2 separate regions of the Lactuca sativa genome follow, and region 2 is linked to region 1. A link is a contact called in public Hi-C data. All regions are on one chromosome and are shown on one strand. Each heading gives the region's core, a stretch centred on a gene start, on an enhancer-like site or on the middle of the called end of the contact. The rest is flanking DNA. Distances are from core to core; before and after follow the strand shown. Region 1 holds the start of LOC111889979 (TATA-box-binding protein). Region 2 holds the start of LOC111889953.

Region 1 (6,106 bases), core at 1,748-4,247:
TGGTGTCGTTGCAAATGGTTGCTAGATGATATGTTTTTAAGGATAAATGTATACAAAAGGAGGTTTGAGGTTTGAGGGGGAAGGAAGACATGTAAAATAGGAAGGTTTTAGGTTTCTAACAGGTTTTTCATGTCTTTTTTTTATATGCTCTTTTTTTGGTGTTATATTTTTAAGGTTTTTGTGTTTATTTGCTTTGATTAATGCGTAGTAGTTTTTCATAATGGCATAATCCTCCTCCCTTGTAAAATCAAGTCCAAGAATACATTTGTGTCCCATCTTTCTTTATTTTAGGTTATTTTCTATTATCCAATTTTTCTTCTATTTAACTTTAAGAAAATTATTTCTACAAAAATCATTCTATTTTGATAATTTTTACCCAAAAGCTGAGATTTAAAAAAAAAAGAGAAATTAACTATTCTCCTACCAATGAAATGATACATTGTAATATTTGATAATCGATTAATGAGATTTAATGATATTTTAGAATATTAATATTTAAATGGGTAGGAGGATTAATAGGTAGGAGGATTAATTTTAATTTCTCAAAAAAATAAAAACACTATAAAACTTAAGATTTAGAAAAACCATTATAGTTAAAATTACAAAAACATATTTAACAAGAAAAAAATCTCCAAATATGTTTTGCAATTCAGAAAAACTCGTCGTATGGTTTTATTTAGGGAATCTGGTCTCTATGATTGATACGACAATAATGAGTCCATTAAACGAGAGGTACTAACTAACTTTTCTATAAAACTCATGTTATTGTTTTCAAGCTAAACAAAACCACCCTCAAAATTGTCTAAAATCCCTACTTAAAAAGCCACAAAATTCAAAATTCTTCTGGGTGATATATTTGTTCAATCGACGAATAAATTGGCATAAAAGCCAAACACAAATTGAATTCTCTCACTCCCATACACTACTGTTGATTCTTTCTAAACTCTGTTAGCACTGGATATATATTTTCAAAGGCAGTGTATGTCTCTTCTCTAACCTACAATAAAACACCATAAAAAAAGTTATAAAAATAAAATAAAAAATATATATATGTATGTATAAACTATTAAAATCTCACACCTTAGCTCCAGTAAGAACAATTTTCCCAGAAACAAAAATGAGCAACACGATTTTAGGTTGCTTCATACGGTAAATCAATCCAGGAAACAGTTCCGGCTCATACTGCAAAAAAATAAAAAAATAAAAAATAAAAAATAATTATTTAAAATAAGTTGAGTTTGATTAGAGAAACAAATAAAAAAGAAACTTACACTTGAGAAAGCACCATGAGAGTATGCAAGTCCTTCAAGTCTAATTGGAAATTTCACATCACATGATCCAACTATATTCTGGATCTTGAAATCCTAAAAAATTAAACAAAATATTTCATTAATTTTTTTTTGAATAATATGAAATATATGAGATTGTTTAAGTTTTACCTTAAATTTTGCTGGGAAACCAAGCTTTTGTATAATTCGGGCATACTGGACAAGAATCAAGTCTTTAAGCATACAATAAAAGAGAAAAAAAAACGAAAATAGTAACACTATATGATTGATTTAGCCTTTATCTCCAAAAAATGATTTTTTTATAAAAAGATCATAGTAATAATCCTCATGTACCTTTCTTGCTGCTAATTTTGATTGCTGTTCACTCTTAGCTCCTGTACAAACCTGAAGAAACAAAGTACGATATCCATATGAATATGAAGAAAAACAGCCAAAATAAAAGGGAAATAACAAGATACTAATTAGATACAAGAATATTTGCTTGATAATAAAATATAAATTTAGAATAAAAAGTTACCATTTTCCCAGAAGCAAAGATTAATGCTGTAGTTTTGGGTTCTCTTATCCTCATAATAACAGCAGCAAAACGCTGGATGGAGTACATACACAAACAACAATAAGTGAATGTTTTTAACTGGAGGAAAAAGGGTATCAGATTTTTATGATTATTTCTTCACCTGTGATTAAAACATTCATAAGTAATTTCTACAGAAAGGAGCAATATTTGATTTCAACATTAACAAATACTACATACCTTAGGGTTGTATTCTGCATTTCGAGCTTGTAATGCTATAGCTTTCAAATCCAACTTGCAGTCAAGATTGACAGTAGACACTATGTTTCTACAAATATATATAAAAAAACATTGTAAAAATAACGAAAGGATGTTGCTATTCTCAATGCTCTTAAGAAAAAGGGGGGTTACACAAGTCCATTAGTAGATACAAAATCAAGACGTATAATGAGTGGATATAAAAAGCATTGTAAAATGCATACTAAGACCACTTTTTTATGATTTTGTTTAACTTGATGTGTCTATATTGGTATAGACTATCAGAAACATGACTGATGCTACTTGTTCTCACCAAAGAAGAATCAATTAAGAACTTACTGAAGAGTAGGGACAATTCCAGATGGGTGTCTGATGAGATCAACCGGTTGGCTCCCTTCAAGCGCTTGATCCGCCATCAAACCCTCCTCCTTATCCCTTCTCTAACTCTACAGTTCAATCAACACCTTCAGCGAATGAACCTTTTCCCAATCAAATTAGTCCTACAAAAAGAATCATCGCCATAAACCAACTTTCCCAAACCCGTATTCGAAGATATTTTAGTTTCACAATTCACTAATTCTTTGATTGACAGATGCTACTAATGTAAAATTAAATCTACAACATACAGACTATTAATAATCTCCCAATTACAGACCAGAAAGTAGTGATTCTTTAACTATCCGGCCACCCTCTTCGAATGTGGGATCTTAGATTAGGGTTTCTGGAAATTCCGAGATGGGTTCAAAATTAAAATCAATGGGAAACGCAGGAGACTGAGAATTGACGAACGTTGCAGATGATTTGATGTAAGGCGGGTAGGAATTTGAAGGAGTAGATGTTTATATAGGTAAGGGAGATTCGAAGGGGGATATATAGAGGAAGGGGGATGAGAAGCACTGAACGAATGAACGATATGGGAAGCAAGGGTTGGGTCTATGGGCGGCTTTGGATGTCTTTTATATCATGCCATAAATACCCCTGTTTAGTCAACGCGTTCGTGGGTATTAAATTGTTAATTGTATATAGTAAATAGTAGAGAAATTGATTTATTAAGGTATTTAATTTAATTTTTTGATTTGTATATATCTGGATATTTTTTTTTATATATCTAGGTATCAATCTTTGGAGTTTTGTTTAACAGGTTACCAAACTTCTTTTTTGGCTTTATAGAAAATAAAGTGGGTTATGACATGAGCTTTTAGTCTCATTAACCTCTAACGATCGATACACCATATATTCTCAATAAAACACATGTCAAAAGGATTTGCTCTTTTTTGTTCTTAACAATCGTCTAAACCCACCAACAGTACATATTTCCTTTTATTTTTTGCTTGAATTACAGTCACAGATTCCCTGCAGCTTTAAGATAATAGAACTTCCACCCCCTTATAAACCGAACATCAATCATTTGTAAGAATTAAGAGCAAGGAAAAATTTGTTGTTGCCTTCTCTCTCATGAATATATTATTTTTCTTTGTTTTTTGGTTGGGGTTAAACGGATGAACATGGACCATGGTGTAGGTAATAAGTGCTCTATTAGCTAGCGTGTGAGTGTGATGCAACAGAAAATGAACCACAAACAATCTCATCCCATCTCTTTCCTTTTGTTATGTAAAATACAAAAAATAAAAGTAGCTTTTATCTACATCAATAGCATTGCTCTTGTCTTATATATATACGAGACACGAGCAATGCTATCGATGTAAATAAAAGCTACTTTTATTTTTTGTATTTTAAATTGCTATAATACATGGATCAAACTTCATTGAAGATGGTGTTCTTCATGTTATTGGTCTCAATTTTTGATACTTTTAGTCTCTAGTACATTTAAAATTTTACATTTAATATCTTAAACAAAATTTTTTTTATAAAAAGATGATGTTTTTTTTTCCATGTCAAATCTAGAGATTTTTTTTACTAAAGTAGCGTATTTTAAAAAGGTATTTACCAAAATGGTGTGGTTTTAAAAATATTTACCATTTAGGTTAAATTTTATACTAAATCTAAATTAGAAGATAAAATAAAAAAGAAAAAAATTGACTTGTCAGCGTAATTAACTTTTCAGTTTGTTTACATCTTGATAGCTATTTTTTGTACATATCTAGGTAACAAATTTTTTGGAAGTATTCATATATGACCATTATAACTGGATGTAACCTGCTACAGCAGGTCATAATTATCATATATGAACATTTCCAAAAAGTTCGTTACCTAGATGTTTACAAAAAAAAAAAAAATAGTTACCAGGATGTGAACAAACCGAATTTATTTTTTGGCTTTATATAAAATAAAGTGGGTTATGACATGATCTTTAAGTCTCTTTAACCTCTAACGACTGATACACCATGTATTCTCAATGAAACACATGTCAAAATGATTTGTCCCTTTTTCGTTCTTAACAATCAATCTAGACCCACCAAAATCACATTATGTATTTCCTTTTATTTTTTGCTTGAATCACAGTCACATATTCCTGCAGCTTCAAGATAATAGAACTCCCACCCCCTTATAAACTAAACATCAATCATTTGTAAGAATTAAGAGCAAGGGAAAAACTTGTTGTTGCCTTCTCCTCTCTCATGAAAAAATTATTTTTCTTGATTTTTAGGTTGAGGTTAAATGGATGAACATAAACCATGGTGTAGGTAATAAGTTCCCTATTAGCTAGCATATGAGTGTGATGCAACACAAAATGAACCACAAACAATCCCATCCCACCTCTTCCTTTTGTTATGTAAAATCGATGTTTGGGTGTTGGTATGTGTTGATTTGTATGGTGGAGGTATAAGGTCGGTGTTGTCCAAAGTGAGATGACATAAGGGTAATCAGTTTACCCCTGCGTTTTGTCCAAACTAACCATTTAGACCCGATAAAACTCACCTTATGCCCCCATAAAACCAAAAAATAAGTTCAGAGACCTTTTAAACCAAAACCCAAAAGTTCGATGAGCTACAATGTCATTTACCCTAATCTTAATCAATTTTTTTGTGCATTATAAGTGTATAAACATTTAAATGACCTTTTAAATAATGGATGTATGGGGATTTTAACCGGTTAGAAGGTAAACTGAATGACTTTGCATAGATGACATGGACTCCTTTTATCCACGTAGACATTAGTTGTGTCCGTGTTAGCAAGCTTCTTAAATAAGGTAAACAAGATATGTTTTTTTTTATTATTATATAAACCTTTCCACTTCCATATGTGTCCTTAATTTATTGTTCAACCTTTCTACTTCCATTAACAATATTTGGTTTTCTTTCTCACATCAAGTCGACAAATACACATGTCTTCTCATTCTCTCCTACTGATCAAATATTCCATAGTTCAAAGCTCTCAAAGATTTGAATAAGATTCAATGGTCACATTTCCCATCCTTCAACATTCTTCAAATTCAAAAGCACATTTTGAGTTGTTATGTAAATCTTTTCAGCTTAATATTGTTCTTTGTGTTGATTATGTACATTGTGTTATTTGTTGTAGATTTAGAGCAACATATTCAGATAAGACCATAATTATACTATGTGGTAGATCTTAGAACAAGATGACAGATTGTAAATGTGGAAGAAAATGTTTGAACAATTATGTAAATAAAACTTATAAGCTCTTTGATTGATCACAAGTAATAGAGTACAAAGAAAGGTCCAATATTCAAAGAGAATATGAGCACAAACAATTTGAAAGTTACTCTAATATAATGACATGCACATATATACATACAAAATGTAACATCCATAAATTTTACGCCAAATTTAAACTTTGAAATCATAAATAAAAATCAAATATCATTGTTTACAAAATGTGTTTTCAAATCAATATTCATCAGAGTGTCCCAAAATCACAACATAAGGATGAGGAGCGGCGCGGTCATGCCTTCGCCTTGCCATGATCTTCTGAAGTACCTAAAACAAATAACTGAAAAATGTAAGCCCGAGGGCTTAGTGAGCTACCTCCAAAATACCAATACCACACTGAGAATGCCATATCAGTAACAATCAATCAATCAACATGCATACTGGGCCATTGGCCTGACTGGACCGCCCTA
Region 2 (6,106 bases), core at 1,658-4,157, 330 kb after region 1:
ATGTATGCGAAGAATTTTTTTGGTTTTCAGTAGTTATTCAAAGACTCTTTACAAACACAATTTTAATTATGGATTTACTTATGCAAAGACATCTTTTGGTTTCCAATGGTTATTCAAAGACTCATTATAAACACAGGCTTAAGTATGGTTTTACTTACAAATAAAATACATTTAGACTTTTTAAAAGTATCACTACTGTTACCAGAAAACCTGTAACTCTCACCAACCTTGTGTTGACCCTCAAAACTACATGTATTCTCAGGGAATCAATAATCAAGCAATTCAGACGATGGATTAGTCGTGGATTCCAGGCTATCTTGTTTACTATTTTTGTTATGTCTGCCTATCTATTTAAGGTAATTCATGTACTATACTATTATTTGTAAGAACAATGTATTAAAACATCAAGATGAAATACAAATGTTGTTTTGTTTATTGTTGTACTTGTGCTATATATTCAGTTTATCTGTAATCCATAAACTAAGTGGCACTACCCGACATGTTCCACCGCCTCGGCCGGGGGTGTGATAATAGGTGTTCAAAAAATACCATTATTACCAGGTATTGAAGGTTTCTGGCGAGTATGTCATTCTGATAGTCTTCTCCAGCGAGTTTCTAACCACCGTGAGTTTTCTGGCCAAATGTAGATAAAGAAATGGGTTTGTTTCAGAGGCTCAAACATGTTTGTGCGTTCTTCATCTGTTCAAGAACATATATTGATGAACTCAACTCAAACACCAAAAATTTGATGAACTTAAACAAGATAAGATAAGAAATCTGATGAGCTAACACAAGACCAGAAATCTGATGAATTTGCCTTCATCTTGGAACGATTTTCAAAAACGTTTTTGTTTGAACACAAATCTTCAAGTTGTTAAGAATTTTATCGTCTTCATCTATGTTCATCAAAACCCATCTCATATTTTTAAGGATTTAAGGATTTCCATGGTTTTTTCAAGTTTTGAAGTTCAAGTTTTTTTAGTTCAAATGTGCTCATCGTGTTTGTAGACACACATACACACACTAAATCTGAAAAACGAAAAAAGTACTTGAAGTTGAAAAACAAAAAATAAGCTTGAATCAGATTTGCTCATTCGTGTGTGAGACAAACATACACCCATACACAAATGAAAAACGAGTTTGAATTTGAAAAACGAACCAATAACTTGTTCTTGTGTTCATATGTAGAACCCAAAAAAGCCCTAAATCAATGGTTTCCTTTTCCTAAAAAACCCTAAATCGAGATGTCTCCTTGTCCATTTTGTATGGGAGAAGAAGGATAAAGCCTCATATTAGTTCTGCAAAGGAAATCAATAGTGTTCATGTTTGAAATCTGCAAAGGAAATCAATTGTGTTCATGTTTGAAATCTTCAAAGGAAATCAATTATCTTGAAAAGAAGCTCGAAATCTGAAATGAAGCTTGAAATTTGAAGCCTGAAATTTGCATGTTTTCATGTTCCTGATCATAATACCCCCCTCCCAAAAAATGTTCCTGTTCATATGTAGAACCCAAAAAATCCCTAAATCAATGGTTTCCTTTTCCTAAAAAACCCTAAATCGAGATGTCTCCTTGTCCATTTTGTATGGGAGAAGAAGGATAAAGCCTCATATTAGTTCTGCAAAGGAAATCAATAGTGTTCATGTTTGAAATCTGCAAAGGAAATCAATTGTGTTCATGTTTGAAATCTTCAAAGGAAATCAATTATCTTGAAAAGAAGCTCGAAATCTGAAATGAAGCTTTGAATTTGAAGCCTGAAATTTGCATGTTTTCATGTTCCTGATCATAATACCCCCCCCCCCCCCCCCCCCCACACACACACACACACAAAAAAAGGCTGAAAAAGGTGTGTCCTTCAAGAAATTCATTCGTCGGGAAAACCATGTTTAGCCGGAGAAGATGACCGGAAAATTCATATTTGGTCGGAAAATCGTATTTGGCCGGAAATGATGTCGGAAACAGGCAAAACCCACTATACCCGGTCATATTGGTATTCTTTTTACAGTTTCAACAACTTCAATGGTATATTAAGCATACAAATAAATTTAGTGACTAAATGTATAAAAAAACCAAAATTAATTACCCATACAAGTCATTATTTGAATGACCAACTTTAACGCCTTGTTCCCGAGTTCTACTTAAGGAGAGAAATGGGAGGATACTGAGGGAAAGTGAGGGGTGTCGAAAGAAAATCGTGTTCTCGAGTTTCATTAATGGAAGGAAAGTGAGGGGAGGGGAAGGATTTTGAAGTCATATTTTCCTCCCAAATTGGGCGGATTTGGGAAGAAAGTGAGGGGAAGAAAAATTTTAAGTTTTATTTTCTTTTTCCTTCTAACTCGGGAACACAAAAACTAAAAATTTTCCTCTCCTTTCCTTTCATTTCCTTCGAACTCGGGAACACAAAATACTGAATATTTTCCTTCACCTCCCTTTCTTTCAGTCAAAATTTTTCTTCCCTTTCTTTTAATGAATTTACAAAAAAAACTCGGGAACAAGGCGTAAGAACTAATTTAAAGGTGTTCCGTTCAAAAACTTATTCTGTGTTAGTGCATGTTCAAATGTTTAACATAAATTAAAGAAGCAAATTAACAAGATCTAAACTACCAACAAAATGATTATGGGCGGTTTTTAAGGTGCACATGTGCAATGTTTTAGAATGACATGACATATTTCACTTTATGCATTATAAATGTGCACGAATGAAGTCTATCATCAGAATGTTAAAGAAATCAGAATATTTATCCTGGAATAAATTTTCACAATGACAATAAAAGCAAAAAATAAAATAAAAATCAACATGATGCATTGATGTATTGTCATTTTCATATGTAATAAAAGGAAATAAAATATTTACGAGGCAAAAATGTAATAATGGTACTTTAGGGGCCAAATATGCCATTTCAAATTAGTAACTAAGCCACGGATTATTCTTCGCCGTGTTTATATCTCCCACTGAATGTCATCATCTTCATCGTCATTAATCCCTTCTTCGCAATCACAATCACAATCTCGCCTCATAATCCACGCCTCACGTTTTCTAGCTCAAATTCCGCTGATTCCGATCGTCCTCTCGTATCTCGATTCAGTTAGCGATTGGTTTGTATGGTGGTTTTTTCATCCCCTTGCCCTTTTGGTCAATCATTTCACCGATGATGGCGAATTGTTATCTAATCGATTTGCGTTCATATTCGGCTCTGTTCTTTGAAGATTGGCCTGTTCTTCGTTGATTGGTTTGGCGTCTGCCCGTTATAGATCTCCATTTGATTAGTCAAATTAGGTGAACTTGTAAATCTCGAGGTAGATTGGAAATTCTTTATTGGCGCACTAGTACGGATTTGAGATTGATCGAGATTGAAGATATAAATTGCTAAGATAAAAATAAATAGGGATCGGAATCCGAATGGCTATGAGATTACCAATGGTTGATTGCCGTAGCTTGATTGAATTTTGCCGAGCCTTCGAACAGCACAAAAATATGACACCGACGATGAATAACAACAACAATCACTCTCGGAACAATAGGAAGTATGGTTCCAATTCCAATTCTAATTCCAATTCCAGCTCCAATTCAATAAACCCTTTGTATCATCCGTTTTGCGAGCGATCCCCCTTTGCAGCGCTCGATATTCTTATGCTGATTCTCGTATTAGGATCACTCGGATTCCTAATCATACCATACATGAATACAATCTATCATGAAGCAATTGAGATTCTCCCATTGGTTTTTGAAGTGATCGGAGATATAATATCAGATGCACCAATTGCATATGTTGTTGGTTTGGTTGCAGCTTTCAGCGGAGTGATAGCTAGTATTGCCGCTTGGGAAATTCTCGAAGTAAAATCAAGGAAATGTGGAAAGCCAGATTGTAAAGGGTTGCGTAAAGCTGTTGAGTTTGATATCCAGCTTGAGTCTGAAGAGTGTGTCAAGTATTCATCATCAGGAAGAACAACAGATTATGGCGTGAAGCCATTGGAACTAGGAAAAGATCACAAGGAGCTGGAAGCCGAGTTGAAGAAGATGGCACCTCTTAATGGTCGAACTGTTCTTATTTTCAGAGCACCATGTGGATGTCCAGCCGGAAGATTGGAGGTATGGGGTGCTAAAAGAATCCGTAGAATCAAGAAATGATTTTCTTTTTTTTTAATCTTATGCTAGATTTCTCTTTAGATAGAATAAACATGAGCTGATATTATTATTTAAGTCTCCTTGTTCACCTACATACATAATAACAGATCCCTGAAATCTGCATCTTTTACTTGTTATACTTATCAAATTTGATGAAAAAAAGTAAGAACCTTTGATGTTTATATTCAGGATTCAGGATCATCTACCTTGAAACTATTGACATGTATAACTTTATGGTTAATTTTTATGTGTAGTCAGTAATCGTAGTTTACATACGGATACCACAAATTTTAAATATTCTGAGCTTGAGAGCCTACTCATGTATGAGTATTTATTTTTATAACACAATTAACATTGCATTCTCGAATTATTTTTGAAGAAAAAATGAGTGAAAATCATATTATTGGTGTTCTTGCTTGAAAAAAAGAGAAGGCTGACATCTTTACAATATTGTCCTTGTAATCATGTGATAATTGCAAGAAGGCATATACAGTACATTACTATTTACTATAAAGAGGACGGATATTTATATTTTTATAAGATTTTATAAAATCTTTGCTTTCCCTTTCACAAGCTTTTACGGCAAATTGCTAAAAATATATTTTGCAATTTATGTTTTAACGTATAATCAAATAAAGGATCTGATTTCTTATGTGATTATGAACTTATAATATAACCATTTAAACATTAAAATAAAAAGTATGTTTTTAAAACAGAAGCGACTAAAAAATATATTATTATATGTGCGGTTATTATAGTAATTTACTTGTAAGTTGTAATGTTATGTAATTTTAATACACAATCAATTGAAATTTTTTGTTTTACTTTTGTCGACTGTTGATACCCTTTTGTTTGTTTTGTTTGTTTTGTTTGTTTTTTATTATGCAATAATAGTGAAACCTATATCTTTATTTCATTTTAAATGAAAAAAACGCATGATTTGTTTGACTGAGATAAAGATCATAACAGTGATGCATGACAAATATGGGTGAGGGGCTGAGGGGTTCCATCTCATATCCCCCATCCATACAGAGTAGGGACAGCCCACGGTTGGTGTTTGGTTTTTCTTACCGACCTTGGCCCATGACTTTAAAGGAAAAAAGAAATAGAAACAAATTACAATCATCACAAACAACATGATAAGATATTAAGAGAGAAGAGGGTACAATGATAATCGACATAGATTGCGTATGATACTATCTTTATGTAATATTTGGATACTTCTATTTCGATACTTACTTCTTAGACAGGTAGACCCGACAAACATGTTGTGTCGCGTCGAGTTTGTATCGAGGTGATATTGAGAGAACTTTACCATAGCCCGACCATTTCATTAATGTGTCATGTTATATCAACCCGTTTATTTTTGTGTTGAGTTCGTATCGGGTTAATGGGTTATGATGTAGACCTTGTAAATGTGTCGTTTCATGTCAGAGAAATACTAACCAAATTGAAATAGTAGGAGTTGGGGAAACGGAAAGCAAAAAGTGAAAAAAAATGGAAACGGTGGGAGTTGGAGAGGTGAAAGGACGATGTCATAAAGAGGAGGGAGTTGTGGGATGGAACTGTGGAATATTTGAGAAAAATGAAAAACTAAAATAAATTTTTGACCTGGATAGCTAAGTTGTTTTCACATTATGATTTTGGATTTGGATCTATCCAATTTATATATGGGCGGCTAAGTCGTTTCCATATTGTGAATTTTACAATCGTCTCAACCTAAAGCTTTTATTTTATATATGGATTTTGGATGAGATTGTTCAATTTATCCAAAAGATTAAGAAAACTTGCATATGAATAAACATGACGCTTTTAAGTTACAAAGCCTATAGAGTATCTTGACTTTGATAAAATTTATGAAAAGATCTTACAAGACAAAAAAGAATGAGACTATTTAAAATCCGTAAATCTAGAAAAATGGTCAAAGGGTATATATATATTCCATGGTCTTCGTTATAATCATATGACATTAAACAATATAG

Evidence for each region. Hi-C and Micro-C count contacts between places; a contact is called where the count stands out from the background.
Region 2: a contact with region 1 is called in a Hi-C map of seed, with 6 times the contacts expected there. The contact joins the promoter of LOC111889953 here to the promoter of LOC111889979 in region 1. A contact is called at or near these places in 2 of 4 Hi-C or Micro-C datasets (leaf and seed).

The regions. Positions count from the first base shown.
Region 1 is chr6:80,576,259-80,582,364 of Lsat_Salinas_v11, forward strand. LOC111889979 (TATA-box-binding protein) reads right to left here and starts at 2,998. Exons shown (of 9, transcript XM_023886131.3): 1 at 2,717-2,998; 2 at 2,401-2,561; 3 at 2,044-2,131; 4 at 1,807-1,878; 5 at 1,623-1,673; 6 at 1,440-1,484; 7 at 1,272-1,364; 8 at 1,081-1,182; 9 at 729-997. The coding sequence starts at 2,477. The coding sequence ends at 923. LOC111889986 (YTH domain-containing protein ECT2) reads left to right here. Exons shown (of 6, transcript XM_023886137.3): 6 at 1-305. The coding sequence ends at 25.
Region 2 is chr6:80,902,471-80,908,576 of Lsat_Salinas_v11, forward strand. LOC111889953 reads left to right here and starts at 2,908. Exons shown (of 1, transcript XM_023886107.3): 1 at 2,908-4,306. The coding sequence starts at 3,399. The coding sequence ends at 4,127.